Regions from separate parts of the Zea mays genome. Here region 1 is linked to region 2. Evidence: chromatin contacts called from public Hi-C data. All regions are on one chromosome and are shown on one strand. The core of a region is the stretch at or near the end of the contact, and the rest is flanking DNA. Distances in the headings are between cores, read along the strand shown.

Region 1 (6,038 bases), core at 1,563-4,062, 260 kb after region 2:
TCCACTTTAGGGTATATCTTTATGCTCTCCGCGGGAGCTATTTCTTGGAAGAGTTGCAAACAGACAATGAGAGCATCGTCGACAATGCACGCTGACTTTGGGGCTACGTATGAGGCAACTGGACATGCGATATGGATAAAGAAATTTGTACCCGAACTAAGAGTGGTTGATAGCATAGAGCGACCACTGAGAATTTACTGCGACAATGAGCCAGCGGTATTTTTCTCCAATAAGTCAAGTGGCTCTGCCAAGTATATTGACATTAAGTGTTATATTGTTAAGGAGAAGATTCTGATCACACCATTCAAGTTGAGCATATAAGAATCCATCAGATGCTTGCGGATCCGCTCACAAAAGGTCTTCCACCCAACGTGTTTAGTAAGCACGCAGCCGGTATGGGTTTAAGGGAGCATCTATGATCCTAAATCACATGGGCTACAAATTGCAACCTAGTAAAATCTTTTCGTTCTGAAGCAGGGGAGCATGTTGTAGCCAATGAATGCGGTGATACTTAATAGATCATTGTCACACATTGGTCTCTATGTGTAAACTTGTCAAAGGATGGAATTCATAAAAGTTTGAGTGAGAGGTATGTAGAGAACAAATGAGAGATTATTAGGATGTGTTCTCTACACTAGCCGGTTAACAGTAACCAGGATAGGGTTAATCCTAACCGTGCCCCTGATGGGGGGGGGGGGGGGGGGGGCTATCCTAACCGTTGGTTGCAGCCCTCGGTCATACGACGCCATATAAATAGATTAAGGTGCCCGATATGTTTAGCCAACACTAATCGCTCGACCTTAAAACCCTAATCGACATACTGAGAGGAACCGATCTCCTAGGCGTTCGGAGTGACTGGAATACCTGTGACTATGTCTCAGATCCACCGCCGATCAACGACGAGAACCAATCTTCTCGCCACACGCAGAGAGATCAAGAAGTAGTAGAAGGCGAGCCTTCACTGCAAGACGTCACCGCAATGATGGCTAGGAACAATAACGACAGTATATATATACCTATACCCTTCAGTAGAATAGATCTACTCATCATCAAGTTATTTTAGACATGTTGGTATTCTAGAGACTTAGTAACCGATACTAGGCAACATAGAATCTAACATAACGGTGTTTCGCTAAAAAAATTTATAAACTTCATCGGGGCCTGCTGACCCGATAACCCCCTAAATTCGCCCATGGATACCGGGGTGGTGGCCCTGTGTGCGCTGACAGAAGATCAAAACGGGTCCGGCCGGCCTTTTGCACAGCTAAACGTTAAACGGTCGACAGGGCGGGGTTTGCTGATGTGGTTTTCCGGCAGTTTTTTGGCCTGTGATTCAGGCAAATCATCTCCGCGAAAATCAAGGAGGAAGAAAGGCTCTTCCACTGCGGTCACCTGCATCTGCATGACTACATTTTTTTAAGAATTAATGGAAACATAATGTTTCAGCTTTTTTTTTGCAGACTCCGGCATAGGAACTTGACCCCCCCCTCTAATCGCCCTTTTTCCATCCTTGCTTTCGCAACGCTTTTGGTCTAATTTGCGCTCTGTAATTTGCGCCCTTTTTCTTCTAATTTGCGCTCTGTAATTAATCGAAGCCAATCCCAAGAACCCCAAAAGTGCGCTCTGTCTGCAAGACCTACTGCAGTCTCTACCAGGCTAGTACTACACTACCAGCGCTCAACTCTCCTCGACCTCGAGCGAGTAGAACCTGATTCCAAGCCAACCAACCAGGCAGCTCATCTTCAGGCTAGACAGACGGCAGGAACCGGCACAACTGACGACGCCCCATGACACGAGCTCGTGCTGCTTCCAGGTTCCAGCCAGCAGTACAAGTGCCATTGCGGCAGCGTCACACTCACACACACACCCCCTTATCGCCAGCTAGCGGCGCCACCGACACCCTTCGCAGGGCCCATTTACCCCCGTCCCGTCCGCCCCCACCGGGAGTCCGGGACTACCACTGACGGCCCCAGCCGACTCTATCCCATCCTCTGCTTTTTACTGTCAGGCGCCCGATCGTCCATGTCGACACGTTTTACCGTCGCCTTCCGCGCGCCAATCATGCTGCACTTGTTCTTCTTCTTCCTCCTCCTCCTCCTTTCCACGGCCCTTCTTCTCTGCATCGGCCTTGGATCCCAGATCACCTCCTCGCTTATACATAATACACTTATACTTTCATTTCACAGGTCAAACAGTGCAGCAGAGATGATGCGTGCGTGCGTGCGTGACGATCAGACGCTAGTAGTAAAAAGAGAGAAAAAAAATATTCTTGTGCCGAGCTGGAGCAGCGCTGTCGCTGTGAGAGCTAGCGCAGCGCAGTGAACATGCTCGGCCACGACTCGACTGACGCGACCGACGGGCTCGCGTTCGTCGGTGCTCTCTAATGGCCCGGATCAATGGACGGCCATGTTCTTTCTCTACGACGCAAACTGGATCTGCATCTCAATTTGGCGCCAATGCCAACCGACACACACACACACTTGCAGTTTCATCGAGTCCACGCTAAAATATATATATATATATATATATTCGTGCTAGTAGGTAGGTCGCAGTAAAAAAAAACATCTGAAAAATGCTTGCGTGCTTGGTCTTCAGTAGTAGATTCGAAGAGAGAGAGAGAGAAAAGAAATAAGTGCGGTGGGATTGAGGGAGGAGGTATTAGGCTATTATTAGGGCGTAGTACAGTGCATACACAAAACCCTACGGCGTCCCTCTGATGCGGCGCTGAGGGCTGAGGCTAAGCACGTGGGTGGTGGCCTCTATAAACCCCTTCACTCCGGGCACTCGCATCCCGCAGCCCGCCCCGTCCGCCCGCCCGAGTCACACTCACACAGAGCCGAGCCGAGCCCAGGCAGGCAGGCAGGCGGCCCAGGCGCCCAGCCCACCCCCCTACCCCCGCGGCGCCGCCGGAGCCAGAGCGAGAGCGATGGACGCGCTGCCGGAGGCGTGGTCGCAGGTGCGCGCGCCGGTGATCGTGCCGCTGCTGCGGCTGGCGGTGGCCGTGTGCCTCACCATGTCGGTGCTTCTGTTCCTTGAGCGCGTGTACATGGCCGTCGTCATCTCCGGGGTGCGCCTGCTCCGCCTCCGCCCCGACCGCCGCTACCGCTGCGACCCCCTCCCCGAGGACGACCCGGAGCTGGGCTCCTCCGCGTTCCCCGTCGTGCTCGTCCAGATCCCCATGTTCAACGAGCGCGAGGTCCGTACCCCCCCGCCCGCCGCCGCATTACATTGCAGCGCCATGCCGCCATTGCCGGCCAAGCGCCCGTTGCAGCGGTTTTACTCCGGATTCGTTGGGTCACTAATAACCTTGGTTGCCTTGCGGTGGTGCCACGGGCGGGCGGGCGTGCGTTCTCTGCAGGTGTACCAGCTGTCCATCGGCGCCGTGTGCGGGCTGTCGTGGCCGGCGGACCGGCTGGTGGTGCAGGTGCTCGACGACTCCACGGACGAAGTGATTAAGGTATACTAGCTTGCGTTTCGCCAGAGATTTTTTTTTTCTCTTTACTGCTGCTAATCATGTACCTGTGCGTAATGCATTAGCATCTGCAGCAGCGTTATCTTCTGCCTGTCGGTGGGTGGCCATTGTAGTTCCATACGGACAGTCGCCTGCGCCTCTGCCTTTTGTTTTTTTTTTACTTCTTTAGATTAGACTTTGGTTTCCTCTGCCCCTTTTTTTTACCTTTTTTTTCCTGTCCCCAGCCGAATTGAAGGAGGCCGCAGCGCCCGGGCATCCTGCCAGGCCTGGCCCCGACCACCCTTGTCCTCTTTTTACTCACGCCACTGTACAGCCCGTCAGCCCCCGCATCATGCTACGCCGCCCCCGGCTCCGGCTGTGTTTGTGCGGTAATAATGACACTTGTAGAAGAAGCGGGTAAAAGAAAAAAAAAACCACACATCTTACAGTTACTACTGCTGCACTGCTGCGTACAGTGCACGTGACGGCATCAGCTTCGCAGTTTTAGGAACTACAGTATTACGAAAATACGTTGCAAATAGGCTAGCTAGTACTACTAGCAACACACCCATTCTCGCTATGTTTTTTGGCGGGAACGGGGAACCATGGGCCCATGTCTGCTTGCCTACTTGCCTAGCAGCCTAGGTATTCTCAGTTATTTTACTAGTAGTACGTTTCATTACGTATTTTTACGCATTGGGTTTTCGGGGGTGCATTAAACTGTATGGTAGCGTGTGGAAAACTGTCTCCTCCGCGGCGGCGCGGCAGTAAAAAACAGCAGTAAAGAGGGGTAATCTCGCGCACAGTGGGGATTCGTGGTCGGCATCGTTGGCTGGCCATTGCGCGCTGCCATTTCTAGACCTACGGCATTGATTGCTTGAGGTGGTGGCGGACTGGCGGTGGTGGTCGTCCGTCGTCCATGCAGAGCATTCAATGCCCCCGCTAATTAAGCACAATCAGGGGGCTCTTCTTCAGTGCTGTGCATGACCCTCCTCCTCCTCCTAAACAAAATGGTAAAGACCCTAGGCACGTGCAAAAGCCGTGCCGAGTGCTGACCAGTGACCACACTCCCCTCACAGCCACATTGGATCCGGTTACCCTCACCTTTCTTTAAGAGTGCGGATGGGTTAATTGCGTGCGCTATTCAACTCCGGCGACGGCACTAGTACTACTAGGGTAAAAAAAAGATGTTTGTTTCATCATAGGCACCCTATATTTTCTGCATTGCTGTAGTATTATTATTCCAGATCCCCAAAAAGGGGGGCGGGGGGAAGCCTAATAATAATTGGATCGGGCACGAAATGTGATGAGCAGGAGATGGTGCGGATGGAGTGCGAGCGGTGGGCTCGGAAGGGGATCAACATAACGTACCAGATCCGGGAGGACCGCAAGGGGTACAAGGCCGGCGCGCTGCGGGCGGGGATGAGGCACGCGTACGTGCGCGACTGCGAGTACGTGGCCATCTTCGACGCCGACTTCCAGCCCGACCCGGACTACCTCAAGCGCACCATCCCCTACCTCGTCCACAACCCGGAGATCGCCCTCGTCCAGGCGCGCTGGAGATTCGGTCAGTATGCCCTACCCTACCACCACCTTCCGTGCATTTCCATTCATTTCGTCGTTCATCATTAAGTAAGTATTTGTATTTACCGTGCTCTTTGTTGCCGGCGCTAAGTTCGTTAGCCTAGGAAGGAGCACATTATATATACACTTTAAGAAAAACGCAGGCTTGGGTTGCGTATAGGTCAAGGTTTAGTTTTAAGCTAAAATCCGGAGGGGAGGGCTGCGCAATTGACTTTTTACGGCCTAGGGCACGTGCCAACTGGCCTTGACTTTCGGGCCAGGCGAGTGGAGCCGCTGGATTATTATTGTTACTGCTACTGTATACTGTAGGGCTGTAGGCACGTAGGGTACGTACGCAATGAGAGTCCCAGATCAGACGCCAACGCCACCGACAGTCCTTGCGGTGCACCCGGCTGCCTCTTGCCGCGCGCGCGCGCGCTGCTCTCGCGCCCTGACAGACGCACCGCCACGGGTGACGGGACCCCCCACTTCCTCGTGACTCGTGAGTCGTGTGGGCCGTCCCCGGGCGTACCCAGCAGGTAGCCCGGATCTCCAGTCCTGCCGTTGGGATTCTACGGTCTTCCTCCGCCCGCCGGGCCGGGACCGCGCGGCTCCGGCCGGGCCGGACCGGACCACCAACGTTTGTTATGTGCGCCCCGCGGAGGAGCCACGGGCGCGCCGTTGATGTCTCGGCGGCATGGTCACGGGCGGGGCGCACGGCCCTGACGCCGTCGGCGTCGGGTGGGTCGTCGGTGATACTACTACGTATGCTGCGGCTACTGTTACTGTTGTTTTAGGGTTACTGCGCGGCGGTGCGTTTACTATTGCGGCCTGTCCTGACACTGTCAGCGCAGCGCTCAGGAGGAGGAGTGGCATATTCGCTCGTGCCGCGCCAGATGCAGATGCGGAGGCAGAGGCAGAGGGACGAGGAGGTGGTGCTTATGGCGCGCAGATTCTTCACCGAACCGTGCCACGTGGGACCGAGTGGCGATGGATATGGATCATGCGTTGCGTTGCGTTGCCT
Region 2 (6,219 bases), core at 382-2,881:
TGTTATAATACCTCCATTCTCAAATACTTTGAGGCCGGTTAGAGCATCTCCAACTGTTACATAAAAAGTTTCTAAATCTCAGTTTAAGAAGTTATTAGAAAAACACGTCTCTAATAATATCCTAAACGATGTTGCTAAATTTAAAAAGTTGCTATTTAATCCTTTCTTATCCCCACATTTGGCAACCCGAAAGGAACTCCTCAAAGCCTCTTTTTTTGTGCGAGATTAGTGTTATATGTCTTCTGTTTGTATTCTCTTATATTTTTTATTAATAAACTTCTGCCTATTTCTTGGAAAATAATTTTGCTGCATGTTACACTTTTTTATTTCTGAAGTTTGTAATTTAGGTCATGTTTGGAATCCATGAATCATAGAAATTTGCGTCTACGTTGTACGCATAATTTTAGAACCACTACAAAAAAATAACATGTTTACATTTGATGAGAAGAATATAATTTGTTTAGAACGTGAGAGCGAGAGGAGTTTCTAGCTGACATACTTTGAAATATTTGGCAGCTAAAATAGAGAACTACTGGAAAATATATATATTTTTAAATCCTACTAAACATCTGACTTTAGGGAGTTTTTTACAAAACAGCTGGTGACGCTCTTAGTTCATTTTGAACTAAAAAGCGTATTAAAAAACAAAGGGGCATACTAGTAATTGCAAATAAACAAATACAATAGTATAAAAAATATGATAGTATATAACATCCTTAACATAGTATGAGAGATACTTAACATAACCTTAGAAAATTATTAAATATTTATGTTTGCAATGATTTTTTCACCACAATATCATGAAACTTGATAATTATATTCTACTAGCAGAATGATTTAATACAAGATATACAACACTAAATAAAAACATTAATTAGAACAAATAACCCGTTATATTTTTTTTACAAAATACTACGATTCAAATAATCAATAAAGAATAATCGCCTATAAAAATGATTGTGATTTGATCTATATCCAATAATAACTTTTGTGGTAATATCATCATTTGATCTAAACTATACGAATATTTAAATTGATAATAAAAATTTATATATCTAATAAATCAAAACAGTATCTAGTAAATCAAAATGACTAAATCGAAACAGAAGGTATACATTGGTTTATATTTGGTAGTAGCTCTTCATATTTTGGTACTAACAATATACTCCCTTCGTTCCAAATTAAAATTTATTTTAGTTAATTAATTAGTTTATACAATATTCAATGTATGTGTTTTATACAAGTTTCTATGTTTTTTTATATATTTGAATATAAACATAAAAACCAATAGCTAAAACGGCTAGTATTTTAGTACGGATGGAGTTGTTTTTTACTCTATCCGTCCCAAAATATAAGTCATTCTAAAATTCTTGAATAGTCAAAGTTTTCAAGTTTGATCAAAAGTACAGACAGAATCATAAAGATTTATGACACTGAATAGATATAATATGAAAATATATTTAATGAATATTCTAATGATATAAGGTTTAGGGCATTTGATATCGTAAATTTTATTAATTTATTGTATAAATTTGGTTAAATTTAAAAAACATTGACTCTTTAAGAGTTTTTGAATGACTTGTATTCTGGAATTGAGAGAGTATTTTAGAAACTACTCCTACAAGTCAACCACCAAAATTGTGATTCCATCCTCTGTTTGAGTGCGCACATGAAAAGTCAAAGTTCCAGCCCTACCCCTCGCTCCCTCGTCTTCCTCCTCCGCTCAATTCCTCCCCACGCACCCGTCACCTCTTTCCATTCCAATTTCTTCCACCTCCCTCTCTCAGATCTCCACCCCTCCCCCAATGATGTGACGGTCATCACGAGGGCGAAAACCAACGCACAGAACCCCTCACCATGGCTACGTCCACGATGCCACTCGGCGGGGCGTCTCCGTCGGGCCGCGTTCTGGGTCCGGCGCTGGACCGGATCATAAAAAACGCCGCATGGCGGAAGCACTCAGCGCTCGTGGCCGCGGCAAAGGCGGCACTCGACCTCCTCTCTTCATCGCCGGCATACCCGTCTTCGGACCCTATCTCGCCGCAATCCTCGCTGCTGCTCGGCCTGCCCTCCGCCGCCGCCGACGCGGCCCTCCACGCGCTGCTGCTCGCTCTCGAGTCAGCTTCGCCCAAGGTCGTCGACCCCGCTCTCGATTGCGTCACCAAACTTCTTTACCACCGCCTCCTCTTTGGCGACCTCGGCTGCGCCGGGGACGATGCCTCTTCCCCCACCTCCAGGCTCTTCACCGCCGTCCTTACCTGTGGCGCTCTCTCTGATGATGCAATGGAGCTTGCCACCCTCCGTGTTATCATCGCCGCCGCGCGGTGCCCCACTGTCGCCATCCGCGGGGAGGGCCTCGGCCAGGTGCTCAAGACCTGCTACAACATATACCTCAGCAGCAACAGTGGGGCCAATCAGCTCTGCGCCAAGCTTGCGCTGGCGCAGGTCCTGCTGATTGTGTTTGCACGCGTGGAGGTGGATTCGATGGACGTGCGCATTCGGACGGTGTCGATCACGGAGATGATGGACGTGTCTGATCGCAACCTGAACGACTCCAGCATCGTGCAGGTGGCTCAGGGGTTTATAAACGAGACAATGGAGGGGAGTGTTGCACCAGAGCCAGGGTCACATTTGGAGCCAACCGAGGTGGATGGAAAGGAGGATACTGGGATGAGCAAGATTAGAGAGGATGGGCTTGCACTCTTGAAGAACCTGTGTAAGCTGTCAATGAAGTTCTCGACGCCAGATAACCCTGAGGATCAGATGTTGCTGCGCGGCAAGGTGTTGTCACTTGAGTTGCTGAAAATGGTTATCGACAATGCTGGCCCTTTCTGGAGAACAAATGAAAAGTATGACCCCGTACCTGTAGTTGTTTCCAGCCTTGTGGATTTCAATTTTTAACTAAATTTTATAGAACTACAACTATTTCGGAAATAGTTTAGGGACCTACTGTGCATTTCACCATTGCAGTGCCGTTGAAGTATAAAATGACTAATGTCTAATGGGAGGATGGAGGATGGCGTAGTGTATAATGTTAAATCTATGTGGAGCATTCTTGTTTGCTAAGGTGTTCCATTAAGCATACACCATATTAGCTCTAAAATTATGTTTCATCCTTTTTATGCTATTATACATAATATTTCTCTAATTTGCCTACTCAGTTATGTCAACATATTTCTCTTATTCTATTTTTGGTATTCATCTAAAAATATTTATTCTATATCACGAATGCAAGGTTTGAAAACAAAAAGGATTAAGGAAAATCTATAGGTACTTAGGTATAGGTTATTACCAGCACTTAGAAAAGCTCTAGGATCAAGGTGGATGGCTGGTCGGCAGATGATTTCTTGTGAAAGTGCTGATTACCTATTTGTCAAAACCCTCACATGTCTTCATTCTGAATCTGTGTTCGAATCAATCAGGTCCTGAGGAACTTGCTTGAATAGTCTGAATGATATCTTGATTGTTTTCATTTGGGGTTTGTTAAGTTTATTGTATGGTTCTTTCACTGAAAGACCAAATAAACAACAAGTCACAGGGTCCAAAGCACACTGAAAAGGAAGAAAATGGGATGGTATTACTACTTGGCTGCTATGTACTATAATAGCCACTTGGTCAGAAAAGGGGGCAAAAATGAATGTTGTCCTACATATAGCTTAACTTTGCACTAATCAAGCGAAATAGGCTTAATGTTGTTTTTTCCACTTTTTTATTTGTAAAGTAGAAAGGGTAATTCCGAAGCAAATTTATTACAAGAGTATACATACAGTTATCGGCCTTTATGGTTCAATGAAGTTTTCTTTAGGTTACTTTTGTAATGGAGTGTTGAAATTACTTTGATCTTGACATAATAAAGCTTGGTACTTTTGAAATATTATATTGTTCAACCTTCGACTTCAACGAATCTCTTACAATTGTGCTCTTACAGCATTGAGACTTTGTGAAGTTTCTTTAGGTTATTTTGGGAAGGAGTGATCTTGACAGCAAATAAAACTATTTGACTGAAAGTTCTTTTCTGATTCAGGTACATTGGAGCAATCAAGCAGTATCTTTGTTTGTCCTTATTGAAGAACAGTGCTTTGTCAGCAATGAGTATTTTCCAGTTGTTGTGCTCCATATTTGTGGGCTTACTGTCAAGGTTTAGATCTGGACTGAAAGAGGAAATTGGAATATTCTTTCCAATGCTTGTTCTAAGGGTTCTTGAGAATGTCCATCAACCTAGCTTTCTACAAAAAATGACAGTTCTAAACTTGTTGGAGAAGATCTGTAAAGAATCTCAGGTTCTTATTGATATCTTTGTGAACTATGATTGTGATGTAGATGCACCAAATATTTTTGAAAGGTATGTAACTTCTAACTTGGTAGTTGATGAATGCCTTCTGTTTTGTCATTAAACGAACAAAGCAATAGTTCCCGATTTCTAGTTTTGCATGGCACTTTGAGTTGAGTTACGCTGTGAGGATTGATGTATTGCGCTGAGCTCTGCTCTTTAAACGTCATTTTTCATTGTCTTTTCACCATTTATTAAGGCATCTCTAATTTCAGGAGATGTTTGCAGGGTTGTCAATGGACTTCTAAAGACTGCTTTAGGTGTTCCTCCAGGATCTACAACAACATTAACTATAGCCCAAGACCAAACATTTCGTATTGAGTCAGTGAAGTGCCTTGCAACCATAATCAAGTCAATGGGTTCATGGATGGACCAACAGCTGAGAATTGGTGATTTTTCACCAAAAATATCTGAAGCTTCTTTAAGTTCTTTAAGTTCAATAGATAACCCCAACATCCTTATTGGAGAAGATGGTAGTGGAATTGATTATGAACTGCAATCTGACTCTGGTAGCCCAGATGTATCTGGTGCTCCCTCCCTTGAGCAGCGTCGTGCTTTTAAAATAGAACTTCAGGTATATGTTATTTTCATGCTTGGTTTAGAACTTTGGGTTCTCAGTTTGAAGGAGGGTTTCACATTTTTGGACTAATGAAGAATAATTGTCCTTCTCCAGAAAGGAATATCCTTGTTTAACCGAAAACCTTCCAAGGGAATTAATTTTCTCGTTAAAAGCAAGAAGATAGGGCATACACCAGAAGATGTTGCTTGTTTCTTGAGAAATACTGCTGGTTTAAATGCAACAATGATTGGAGACTATTTGGGTGAAAGAGATGAATTCCCTATCAAAGTTATGCATGCATATGTTGATGCACTAAACTTTGAAGGTATGGACTTCGGTGAAGCTATTAGGTATTATTTGCGAGGCTTCAGGTTGCCTGGGGAAGCACAGAAAATTGATCGGATCATGGAAAAGTTTGCTGAACGATACTGCAAATGCAATCCAAACTCCTTTACCAGTGCAGATACTGCATATGTTCTTGCTTATTCTGTAATCATGCTCAACACTGATGCTCACAATACTATGGTCAAGGATAAGGTAAACAAATGATAATAAGCATATTTGATTCAAGATTAGTTTATTTATGAGATTTCCAATGTGCAGATGTCTAAATCTGACTTCATTCGCAATAACCGAGGAATAGATGATGGAAAGGATTTGCCAGAAACTTATCTGGGTACACTATATGACCAAATTGTCAAAAATGAGATCAAAATGAGTGCTGGTTCATCAGTTCCACAAAACAAGCAACCTAGTAGTGTGATGAAGCTACTAGGATTGGACAATATTATTAGCTTTGTTAACTGGAAACAGGCTGATGACAGGGTAGTTGGAGCAAACGACCTGCTCATCAAAACCATACAAGAGAAATTTAAACTAAAGAGTGGAAAGTCGGAGTAAGACCAACACAAACCATTGTTATACCATAGCTTTGTATCTGCTGATGATTTGGATGTAACTCAAGCTTTTGCTTTATGCAGGTCTGTGTTTTCTGTTATCACTGATACAACAATTTTAAGATTCATGATGGAGGTTTGTTGGGCCCCTATGATGGCTGCATTCAGTGTGACACTTGATCAGAGTGATGATAAGGCGGCCACGTCGCAGTGTTTGCAGGGATTCAGATCTGCTGTGCATGTTACCTCTGTTATGTGCATGGAGACACAGAGAGATGCCTTTGTGACATCTGTAGCCAAATTCACATATCTGCATTGTGCTGCTGACATGAAACAAAAGAATGTGGATGCTGTGAAGGTGGGAACCGCAAACAAAGATACCTTTTTTATTTATTTATCAAAGTTATAGTCAATGCATCTCAAAATTTATAGGC

Evidence for each region. Hi-C and Micro-C count contacts between places; a contact is called where the count stands out from the background.
Region 1: a Hi-C map of leaf shows a contact between it and region 2, with 3 times the contacts expected there. The contact joins the promoter of LOC100192112 here to the promoter of LOC103654846 in region 2. A contact is called at or near these places in 3 of 25 Hi-C or Micro-C datasets (ear and leaf).

Annotation. Positions count from the first base shown.
Region 1 is chr4:242,642,116-242,648,153 of Zm-B73-REFERENCE-NAM-5.0, forward strand. LOC100192112 reads left to right here and starts at 2,813. Exons shown (of 9, transcript NM_001137535.1): 1 at 2,813-3,196; 2 at 3,359-3,457; 3 at 4,766-5,018. The coding sequence starts at 2,927.
Region 2 is chr4:242,379,180-242,385,398 of Zm-B73-REFERENCE-NAM-5.0, forward strand. LOC103654846 (brefeldin A-inhibited guanine nucleotide-exchange protein 1) reads left to right here and starts at 1,632. Exons shown (of 12, transcript XM_008681669.3): 1 at 1,632-2,849; 2 at 4,025-4,342; 3 at 4,559-4,904; 4 at 5,004-5,426; 5 at 5,493-5,785; 6 at 5,870-6,143. The coding sequence starts at 1,858.